Linked DNA regions of Pan troglodytes: region 1 is linked to region 2. Evidence: chromatin contacts called from public Hi-C data. All regions are on one chromosome and are shown on one strand. Each heading gives the region's core, a stretch centred on a gene start, on an enhancer-like site or on the middle of the called end of the contact. The rest is flanking DNA. Distances are from core to core; before and after follow the strand shown. Region 1 holds the start of PDS5A (PDS5 cohesin associated factor A). Region 2 holds the start of UBE2K (ubiquitin conjugating enzyme E2 K).

What was found. Hi-C and Micro-C count contacts between places; a contact is called where the count stands out from the background.
Region 1: a contact with region 2 is called in a Hi-C map of stem cell-derived neural progenitor cells, with 4 times the contacts expected there. The contact joins the promoter of PDS5A here to the promoter of UBE2K in region 2. A contact is called at or near these places in 1 of 7 Hi-C or Micro-C datasets (stem cell-derived neural progenitor cells) and 1 of 1 datasets of contacts at active chromatin or transcription factors (stem cell-derived excitatory neurons).

The regions. Positions count from the first base shown.
Region 1 is chr3:40,300,425-40,305,946 of NHGRI_mPanTro3-v2.0_pri, reverse strand. It overlaps PDS5A (PDS5 cohesin associated factor A), which reads left to right and starts at 1,363. Exons shown (of 33, transcript XM_526554.8): 1 at 1,363-1,891; 2 at 2,739-2,916. The coding sequence starts at 2,779. It also overlaps the pseudogene LOC134809848.
Region 2 is chr3:40,023,461-40,029,069 of NHGRI_mPanTro3-v2.0_pri, reverse strand. UBE2K (ubiquitin conjugating enzyme E2 K) reads right to left here and starts at 2,249. Exons shown (of 7, transcript NM_001246525.1): 1 at 2,030-2,249. The coding sequence starts at 2,092.

The sequences.
Region 1 (5,522 bases), core at 114-2,613, 280 kb before region 2:
GCCACTGCACTCCAGCCTGGGCGACAGAGTAAGATTCCGTCTCAAAAGAAAAAAATAAAGAAATATCAAAAGTGACAGGGAGAGCCTAAAAAGAGAGCAGCTTTTGGTCCACTTAATAGTTTGGATGAGGACACTTTTAAATGGATTCTGCCTGGTACTGTAAATGCCCAAGAACAAAGCATTGACTTTTCGGCAGAGTTCTAGCAAATCAGCAACTGTGGAGTGTCAGATTCGCAATGACTGCTCTTGTGTAATACGTCAAAAACAAGTCAGTGAGCTGAAATGCAGTACCTTTACTATTTTTAAGTTGACGTTAAAGGATGTGGGAAAAAAATAGACCAATGGGTACCCATCAAGAATAATTTGAATAAACAATCGAATATCATTTTAAACTATGGTAGTGGTCAGTTTCAAGAGCTGAATGCAATTTCATATTATCGTATCCTTTTTTCAACTTTCTCTTCGGAAATTTTGTGTATGCTCTTGATTTTTTTTAAATAGGTAAGTGTATGTTCTTGCGTTAATTTGTTTCAATTACATACATTAAATTGCTCAAACACTGCTGCGTGCACTGTTTTTACCTGATAGTGGTTTTCCTTTGGATGACAGAAAACGTTAATGCTTGGTAGGTTTAAAACATTTTTAAAAAATGAGCTCTTCCTTATTTACAAGAATCACCCACCCAATTAATAAATGCTTATTTCTGGGTTCCACTCTCAGAGATTTTTATGTTTATGTATATTTTTTATATTTTTTAATGTTTTATTTTATATGTTATATTTTTATATGTTTTATGTTCATATATATTTTTACGTTAAAAAAACATATATTTTTATGTTTTTTAATCTTTGGAGTTGGAAACCTACGTTTTCAGCCAGTACCCAAAGTGACTGTGAGGCCTGGTGGCCCAAAGACCATACCTTGAGAACGACTCGACCCAGTGCTATTTTCATGTTTTGCAGCTTTCAAAATATTAACTTCAGAAATCTAAGGAGGGTGGGCAACTCGGGTGGCTGTCAGAAGACCCGTGAGCCGCTCACGCTGCGCCCCATTGCACAACTTTCCTTGACTTTGCAGATCTCTTCCTGAGGAGGAAATCAGTTCATTTTCACCGAGCAATTAACTACCTCCCAACCAGTTCCCTCTATGTCCCTCAGGATGACCCCCAAAAGTCACCAGCTCATCGCCGCTGCGAAAGATAAAGCGCTGTTTGCCCTGCGTGCCCTCGCAAGGCCGCGGGAACCTGGGCTCGCTTCCCGCCTCCCGGGCTCCTCCTCCTCTCGCCCTCTCCGGTCGGGTCCTCCGGGAGGCGCCCCGCGCGGCAGGTATTGGCGCCAACCGGGTGGCGGCGCTGTCCGCCCTGCGCGCGGCCGCCTCGGGCCCGAGGGAGGCGGATGCACGGCCGGCGGAGGAAGGGGAGGGAGCGAGGAGCGCGCGCTGCTCTCGCGTGCTCTCGCGCCGCTCGCGTGACCGGCCGGTGTGTGCGCGAGGCGCCGGCTCCCGGGGCACGGACGGCCGGGCGCGCGCCTCTGCGAGGGGCGTCCGGGTCCGAGTCGGCGGTCCGGGCCGGCGTGAGGTGCGTGTGGGCGGGCCGCGGGGGTCCCGGACGGACACAAGCGCACACACTCCCGGAGGAGCCTTCGAGGCTGCTCTTCCTCGGCCAGACGGAGAGCGGCACTGTCTCCCCGCCCAGCGCTCACTCGCCCCGCGTCTCCCCCCGCGGCGGCTGCTCCTCCTCGGCACCGCCAGCCCCAGCGCCGCTCCCGGGCGGGCGGGCGGCGGCGGCGGGACCCGCGGAGCCGCTTTGTGTGCAGCCCGACTAGGGGCGGCGGCGCAACCACCTGACAGAGGCCCGGGCGCTCGATGCACCTTCCGCCCGCATGAGGAGGAGGTAAAGGCGGCGGCGGCTCGGCTCCCGCCCTAGGCTGCTGGAGGGAGGGGACGGAAGGGGAGACTGGAGGGGGGGCCGCGGGTCCGAGGCCCGGTGGGGCCGCCCGAGGGTGCCGGGAAGGCCTCGGCGGTGCCGGAGGCGCCAAGCGGCCGGGGGCCAGAGAAGCAGCTGGGGTCCCTCAGCCGAAGTTGAAGGAACAAAATGTGAAGTGCGGAGGCGCGTCAGCCGCTTCCTGGCGTGGGGCTGAGGGTGGAGGGCGGCTTGTTTTCCCCTCCCGCGGGGGTGAGGGAGCGGAACAGGGGAGGGGCGGCAGCGCGGCGGGGACTACCCCGGGTCCGAGGCTTGGCTGGGCAAGGGCGTTTTGTTCCCGGGAGCCGCCGCTGCGCGTGGGTCCGCTGGGTCCCTAGTTTTGCGGCCTAAGCCGAGCCCTATAGGCCTCGGGTCTGGTTTCCCGGAGGGGACTGGCCGGGCGGGACTGGGTAATTCCCCACCGCCGAGCGGGGGCCTTGGGGTCCTTGCCGGCCTCCCGGGGCCGCCAAACTTCGGACCCTGGTGCTCGGGGGTGGATTTCATTGTGAAAGGCGGAATGGGAAACTCCTGGCGCTGTTCGGCGCCTCCCGCGGCCACGGCGGCTGGTGCGGAGGAGCCCCGTGAGCCTGGGGCTGGCAGGGCCGGGTTGGCGGGGCCGGCGGGGTTCGATCCCTGGGAAAGAGCGGGTGGCGAGGCCGCTGCCGGGTCCCCGGCCTCTGGGGAGACAGGGCCTTTTCCAGATTAGAGAGATTTGAAATGAAAAAAGAGGTTACAAAGTCGCCCCTTTCCCGCTGAACTTTGGTTTTCTGACCGATAGAGGCCGGTAGAGGACTGTGAACCAAAAGTTGTCCCCCAGGATGGACTTCACCGCGCAGCCCAAGCCTGCCACTGCCCTCTGTGGCGTCGTGAGTAGCGACGGGAAGATCGCTTACCCTCCGGGGGTAAAAGAGATCACCGACAAGATCACCACGGACGAGATGATCAAACGCCTGAAGGTAAGTGTCTGGACGGATTTTGATGTCTTTGGTAGAAGGCGCTTTCTCCTGTGATACTGCTACCCTGCTCAGTCTGGCCTTTAGAGTTCCAAGTTTTTTAGATCTCTTACCCCCTCTGAAAGGTACTGTTGTATCTCAGATAACATCTTTGAGTTTTGTAGGGATATAACCATTGTGGGAAATTTAAAAGGAGTGTGATTTTTCAAAAACTTAATGGTTTTCAAGCATAAGAATTTGTGTTTTTAGAGTTTTTTCTGGAGGTATTTGATGAGAATACTGTTCAGAGTGGCTTGCAAACTTAGGTGTAGGCAGTAATTTGCCTAAGAAGTTTCCTATTTTCAGCTTCTGAAGGGGATTGATTAAAGCGCAAAGTCCTTTTTAAAAATTTGCATAATTTTCTATATCCAGAAGCTTAAATATGTATATATGGTGGTTAAACTTTGACAGAAGGTACAGACTTTTCATAATTCAGGCTTAAAGTAAGATGATTTAAGTCTATACGTTCAAAGGAGTTTAAGAGTATTATGGCCCTTTTTATGAGGTGTCAGCTAATTTTGTTTAAGCATGGCAGTCCTAAGGTTAAGGTTTTAAATTTCAACCTCATGTTTGTTAGTTTTTTGGTTTCTGTTCCACTGACATAGATTGTGGCCAGAATCTTAACAAATAAGTGATATTCTTCTTGTAGGAACAGCTTGAAGCAGTGGTTCTGAGTCAGGGCAACTTTGACCTCCAGGAGATGTTTGGCAATGCTGGAGACATTTTGGTTGTCTCAATTGGTGCTAGATTGGAGTAGGTAGGGGAAGACCAGAGGCAGTGAGTCCGGCTAGGAAACTGTAAACAGTAGTCTAGGTGAAAGACGTTGAAATCTTCAGGTAGGGCTATGGCATTGGTAATAGTGACTAGGAAATGATTTAACAACTTTTCAGAGTTAGAATCAATCAGAATTGGTGGGAGGTGAGGGAAGCAACATTGTTGACAATGTTTCCACCTTGGGCCACTTGGCCAAATGTATTTTAGGGAATGAGCTTGGCCTCTTGCTCTTGCAGCCCAGTAAATGTACCTAATGTTGCATTTTAATGAGTACAGTATTTAAAATATTCCTGTGGTTTAGTTTTCAGACTCTAATTTGGTTCTGCAATTTGTTGCCTTTTTGGAAGGAATAAGACAACAGTTCCTTTCATTAAAACAAATCTGTGTGCGGCGGCGGGATCTCAGCTCACTGCAACCTCCACTTCCCAGGTTCAAGCTATTCTGCCTCAGCCTCCCAAGTAGCTGGGACTACCAGCGTGTGCCACTACACCCGGCTAAATTTTTTTTTTTTTTTTTTTTTGAGACGGAGTCTTGCTCTGTCACCTAGGCTGGAGTGCAGTGGCGTGATCTCGGCCCACTGCAACCTCCACCTCCCGGGTTCAAGCAATTCTGCCTCAGCCTCTCTAGTAGCTGGGATTACAGGTGCCTGCCACCACGCCCAGCTAATTTTTGTATTTTTAGTAGAGATGGGATTTCACTATGTTGGTCACTTTGGTCTCGAACTCCTGACTTCGAATGATCTGCCTGCATCGGCCTCCCAATATGCTGGGATTACAGGTGTGAGCCACTGCTCCCAGCCCCTTTCATTAAAACAAATCTTGGGCCCGGTGCGGTGGCTCCAGCCTGTAATCCCAGCACTTCGGGAGGCCGAGGCAGGCAAATCACCCGAGGTCTGGAGTTCTACTAAAAATACAAAATTAGCTGGGCGTGGTGGCGCATACCTGTAATCCTAGCTACTGGGAGGCTGAGGCAAGAGAATCGCTTGAACCCGGGAGGCAGAAGTTTTGATGAGCGGAGATCGCGCCATTGCACTCCAGCCTGGGCAACAGGAGTGAAACTTCATCTCAAAAAAGTAAAATAAAATAAATAAAGCAAATCTTGATACTAAAGATTATACATGAATTGAGCTGCTTGATTGATGCTTCTAAAAGTTACACTGTTTTGGGAGTGAGAAATTATGAAATATAAAACTGTTAAACAATTGATGGATCGTTAATATTTATTGTTTTCAAATTAAGAATATTCAAACCTTGAATTCTAATGTTGGATAATTTGGTTAAAAAATGGAAAGTTGATGTGTTAGAACACGCTCTGTTGACATGACTCATGGAACCTGTGAAGAAGCTGGTCTCATAGTACTAAGTGGTGGTATAGGAGCAGCTTGGGGATAGCACCTGGCATATTGGAATGGATGAGGTCTGGCACCCTGAGCAGTCCAGCGAGGACTTGGTCTCAGTAGAGCAGTTTGGCTAGGAGGAGAGTATGCAGCACGGTTTTTATTTATTTTTGAGACAGAGTCTCGCTCTGTCGCCCAGGCTGGAGTGGGTGCGATCTCGGCTCACTGCAAGCTCCGCCTCCCGGGTTCACGCCATTCTCCTGCCTCAGCCTCCCGAGTAGCTGGGACCACAGGCGCCCGCCATCATGCCCGGCTAATTTTTTGTATTTTTTTAGTAGAGACGGGGTTTCACCGTGTTAGCCAGGATGGTCTCGATCTCCTGACCTCGTGATCTGCCCCTCTTGGCCTCCCAAAGTGCTGGGATTACAGGCGTGAGCCACCGCGCCCGGTCTTGCAGCAC
Region 2 (5,609 bases), core at 1,000-3,499:
ATACAGGTACTGTTCTAAACAAAACAAACAAACAACAAAAACAACAAAAAACCTGTCTATTTGCATTTCCTGTTTTCTTCTTCTGAAACACTTTTGATGCTTATCTGAAGTAAGGCTTCATCATCCCTTACGTATAAAGAGCAGTGTTTTTTTAATATGCATTACTAGAGAGCAATACAAGTATTTCTGGTAATCTTCAACTTAGTACTAAGAATACCACGGTGAAAAGTCAGCTCATAAAAAGCAAAGAGACCACATTAATTACCAGAGTAGTAACTTACTGTTTCTGTTACTTACAGTAACAGAAAATAAAGCATTAAAAGTCTATTAAGTTTCAGGCTTGTACAACCTTATTAAACAAGAAATGTTTCCAGTTGTTGGCAACAATATTACCTGCTATCTTTCATTAGGAGTATATATGTCAACTAACCTGGAATACATTTTCATATTAAATAAGTTAAAATTGCTGTTTCATTGTATCAGTACAGACACTTATGACTCTACTTCTGCATTGTACCACAAAATACAAAGTCATCCTTCCATTCAGAGTTTTAGCATATGAACAAACATAGAGGTCAGAGTTCATACACATGCTCTGTAAAACCGACCATGACTTATATACTACTTTCAATAAGTCTGTTGTCATTTTTGAATTTTAAATAATTTTTTCTCCATGTATACTCATCACATACTTAGAATGCTGAATTTCACAAATTATTATTGACACTATTAAAGTACTAACCGTAAAAGAAAAACACAAATAGCAATGATATATTCAATAATGGTATGTGAATCTTAAAAATAATCATTTTCTGTATTACTTTTTGTTTAATTCATGTGGGGAAGACAATCTGGCATTCTTGTTGATCTTGGTATGAGAAACTGTACTAATACTTGCATAATTTTGAGTCAAATTACTAGAGCACTGTGAATATCTTACATAAATAAACGTAGTACAAATGTATCTAAATTCTGCAGGACTTAAGAGCAACGGGAGGCAACTTTTTTGAAAATCTGTTAAGTCGTGATAAATCTCAATAAGGAGATGAAACAATGTATTAATCTGGTGAAATTTCACATTTTTAATAGGTCTGCTTTTCAAAAGTAAGAATCAAGTTAACTATGAGGGACATTATAATGAAGTTTCGTGGCACAACACGAGTCACAGAGGCACTGTCTTAGGACAGTCTCTCTGATCTGTAACTTGTAAACAATATTTTGAAATAAGCTACTCATACATTCCATTATTTGTTTCCTAACTAACAATATTTACATGTCTTTAATACACCAAACACCTTGCCTTTGCCCACTCAAAAGATTGAGATGTCAATAAAGATGAGGCCTAGGAATCTGGGGGATAAGTGGAAAAGAGATAATTATCTTATTTGGAATTAACTTGCTAACTCAGGTGAAAATTCCCTTACCCCTGCCACCAAATACGACAGTATTCTATTATGTCTCCCTTTGACTCCTAACACCCAACTAAGAAGGACTAACTCTGAATGTCCTTCCTTTTTAATCAATACCTAAGGACTCACTGCTCCTTCCCTAAGAAAAGAACAGTGAAGGCCTGACAGGCAATAACCCCGAATACCCTCAAAAGTGTGGGCCTTCGAGCAGCACTGCTCTTGGGATCCAGTTACCACCTTTCCCCTTCCCCCAACCCACTTCCCGGGTTTTCTCAGGCTCGGCCTGCTCCCTCCCCACCCCACAGCCACATTTCCAGCTGCGGCCACCGCCTCGGGTTCTCTTGTGAGCTTCCACCCCTCCGAGGAGTTGCCCCCTGTCCATCACCTCCCCAAACCATGTTCCACCCCAGACCACCCGCCCGCGAGACCGTCCATCCTAGCGCTCTGGGAGGGGAGGGGAAGGCGGCGGAAGGAGGAGGGGAACACTGGTGCTTCCTCACAGGCAGAAGGGCGGCCGCAAGGAGGACCACCCAGGGACTACCGGGGATATCGGGGTCGCAGCTGGGAGGACCCTCCCGCCCCAGGCAGAGGTAGGGGATATCCGGGAGTTCATTTCTGACCTCCTCGCTCTTCAGCACCTCCTTGAACTCCCGCTTGATTCGCTGCACCGCGATGTTGGCCATGTCTCCGCCCGCAGCTGATTCGTACCCGCCTCCTCCGCCACCGCTACGACCACCGCCACCGCCGCCACCTCTTCCTCCACCGCCTCCTCCCTCGGCGATTCAGACCTGAGCACACGAACACTGCCACTACCACCCTGGCCGCCGCGCTCCCTTCAGTGTGGAATCACCTCCGCGCCCGGCCACCAAAATGGCGCCGGGTCGGCGCATGCGCACGACGTTGACCCGGCCGGGCGGCGCAGCCGCTCCCGTTGTAGCCCCCCGTACGCCCGAGCCACGAGCTCGCGTCTCGGCTGGGGCTGCGGCCGCGTGGCTCCGCCCTGCCGGCGTCTGGGGCCGCGAGGGTGCGGCTTCCAAGCTGGCCGGCCCTAGCCGGCCCCCCCGGTCCTTCCCGGCGCCTCCGCTCCTGTTTAAACCCGGGTGCTGTGGTCTGGGCTTCCAGCGCTGGCCTCTGACCGAAGGTTCGGGCGCAACCGAACGGGTTTCCGACGCCGCACTCGGCTGGAACGCCGCCCTGACTCAGCTAGACCCGGAACCCGGAGGCTGAACGCCGTGTCTAGCGCAGGAAAACGCTCTCCCGGATCTCGGTCCGGCCCATTTTCAGTTGGTGTAGCCCCAGAAAATCTACTGCAGTCGTTTTTGTTCTGCAACATTTATAGTACCACGATTATTCCCATCATCTCAGGTAGCACAGATTATTGAATTAAGGCTGGTTATTGTTGGATCAGATTGGGTTTGAGACAGGTACTCGGTGGAGAGGCCTGAGGGTGGGTTTAGAAGCCAGATGTTGATCTTTGACCTATTTAATACCGAGCTTGACACACACACACAATCTCTCTCTCTCTCTCTCTCTCTCACACACACACACACACACACTTACTCCTATGCCCATCCCTAGAGTGTTGGGTGGGCCTAAGACTGCGTTTCTAACAAGTCTCCCAGTTGCTGCTGCTGTTGGTGCTGGTTCCGGGACCACATTATGAGAACCACTGAACTGAAGCATGTGAAAATTCACATATATTAAAGTGAAAATTGGAGAAATGGAAACAATTACAGTACCCTTCAGGGGACTCGGGGTTGGGGAGGGGGAGCCTTATTTCTGTAAACCTAGGCCTCAAAGGTGCCTGGTGATAGTAGGCACTCAATAAATATTGAATGAGTAAATGAGTACAGATAAGACTAAAACGTTTTTGCTGGCGCGGCGGATCGCTTGAGGTCAGGAGTCCGAGACCAGCCTGGCCAACATGGTGAAACCCCATCTCTACTAAAAATACAAAAATCAGCCAGGTGTGGTGGCAGGCACCTGTAATCCCAGCTATTCTGGAGGCTGAGGCAGGAAAATCGCTTGAACCTGGGGGTGGGAGGTTGCAGTGAGCGAGATCGCGCCACTGCACTCCAGCCTGGGCCACAGTGCAAGATTCTGTCTCAAACAAAACAAAACAAAACAAAACAAAAAGTATAAAATATTTTAAGTGGAAAGTAAGTTTGAAAGTGGTTTCTGGGCCACGTGCGGTGGCTCACGCCTGTAATCCCAGCACTTTGGGAGGCCGAGGCGGGCGGATCACGAGGTCAGGAGATCAAGACCATCCTGGCTAACACGGTGAAACCCCGTCTCTACTAAAAAAATATAAAAAAATTAGCTGGACGTGGTGGCGGGCGCCTGTAGTCCCAGCTACTCGGGAGGCTGAGGCAGGAGAATGGCGTGAACCCGGGAGGCGGAGCTTGCAGCGAGCGAGATTGCGCCACTGCACTCCAGTCTGGGCAACGGAGCGAGACTCCGTCTCAAAAAAAAAAACAACAAACAAACAAACAAAAGAAAGTGGTTTCTGGTCGGGCGCGGTGGCTCACGCCTGTAATCCCAGCACTTTGGAAGGCCGAGGGGGAGCAGATCACTTGAGCCCAGGAGTTTGAGACCAACCTGGGCCCTATGGTGAAATCCTGTCTCTAAAGATAATAATTTTTAAAAAAGAAAGTGGTTTCTAAGGTGCATAGTAATAATGGTTTGGTACTGAGAAGCATTTTGAATAGAACATTTTGGAATAAGTAATAAGGGTGTCATTTCAGAAGTTTATACTTCATGCACTTCCTTCACCTGGCCAATCAGTAAAATATCTATTATAAAAATATCACAAATACATGGTCTTACCAAAAGTAATTAAAATTGTGGTGGCAAACATGGAAATAGCCAATGGAGGCGAATCAGTGGGGGCACAAGGCAAAAGAGAATTTCTTAAACTCCCGCCCCAGGAACCAAGAGGAGATTTTAAAATTCCAGTTCTCTCCCATGGCAGTTCTCTTGCCAGCTTTTATTTCCTCATCTACGAAACGAGAAAACTGGATTAGATTATCTCTTTCAAGTTTTAAGAGTTCAGAATTCGAAAATATCATCTCAAAACATTTCCCCTAAGTGGGCTGACATAAATTATATAAACCCTTCTAGCAGAGCCCCCTAGTGGTCCTAAGAGGACTCAACCATATACGTAGGTCATGGTACAAGGAATTATTGGTATAATGTAAATCACGCAATGCTATATGTATTTGTGCCAGTAGACTTAAAAAAATTATTTTGAAGAGTGCAAAAACTTTGTGAGCACTTTACATTATCACTGTCCAATCCTAATCTTGGAATGTGAAGAAACTTGGAATACTCAAAGGGGGACCAGTTAGAAGGGTACAGGCCGGGCGCCCTGATTTATGTCTGTAATCCCAGCACTTTGGGAGACCGAGGCGGGCGGATCGCTTGAGCTCAGGAATTCGAGACCAGCCTGGGCAACATGGTGAGACCCCCGACTCTACTAAAATACAAAAACTTAGCTGGGTGTGGTGGCGTGCGCTGTAGTCCCAACTACTTGGGAGGTTGAGGCAGGAGAATCGCTTGAACCCAGGAGGCGGAGTGAGCGGAGATCACACCACTGCACTCCAGCCTGGGTGACAGAGGGTGACTCTGTCTCAAGAGAAAAACCACAAAAAGACAATTCCCCCTCTCCAAAAAAAGGTCTGGTAATTTTTTTTTTTTTTTTTTTTGTCTTTTTTTCCCCCCTTTCTGTGGAGAACGGGGTCTCGCTATACTGCCCAGGCGGGTCTCGTTATACTGCCCAGGCAGGTCTCAAACTCCTGGGCTCAAGGTATCCTCGCGCCTCTGCCTCCCTGAGAGCTGGGATTAAAGGTGTGAGCCACTGCACCGGGCAAGGGTCTGGTAATTTCTTCAAGGGAGAGGGTTTGGTAATCTTTAAATGCACATAATCACTGATCCTGCAATTTCACTTCTAGGAATTCATTCTATAGTCCTTCTAATGAGACACCTGCATATTAACTGATATGAAACAATCTCCAAGATATATTTTAAGTGAATAAGAAGCGCCATGCGAGGCCAGTCACGGTGGCTCACGCCTGTAATCCCAGCACTTTGGGAGGCTGAGGTGGGCCGATCACTTGAGGTCAGGAGTTGGAGACCAGCCTGGCCAACATGGTGAAACCCTGTCTCTACTAAAAATACAAAACATTAACTGGGCATAGTGGC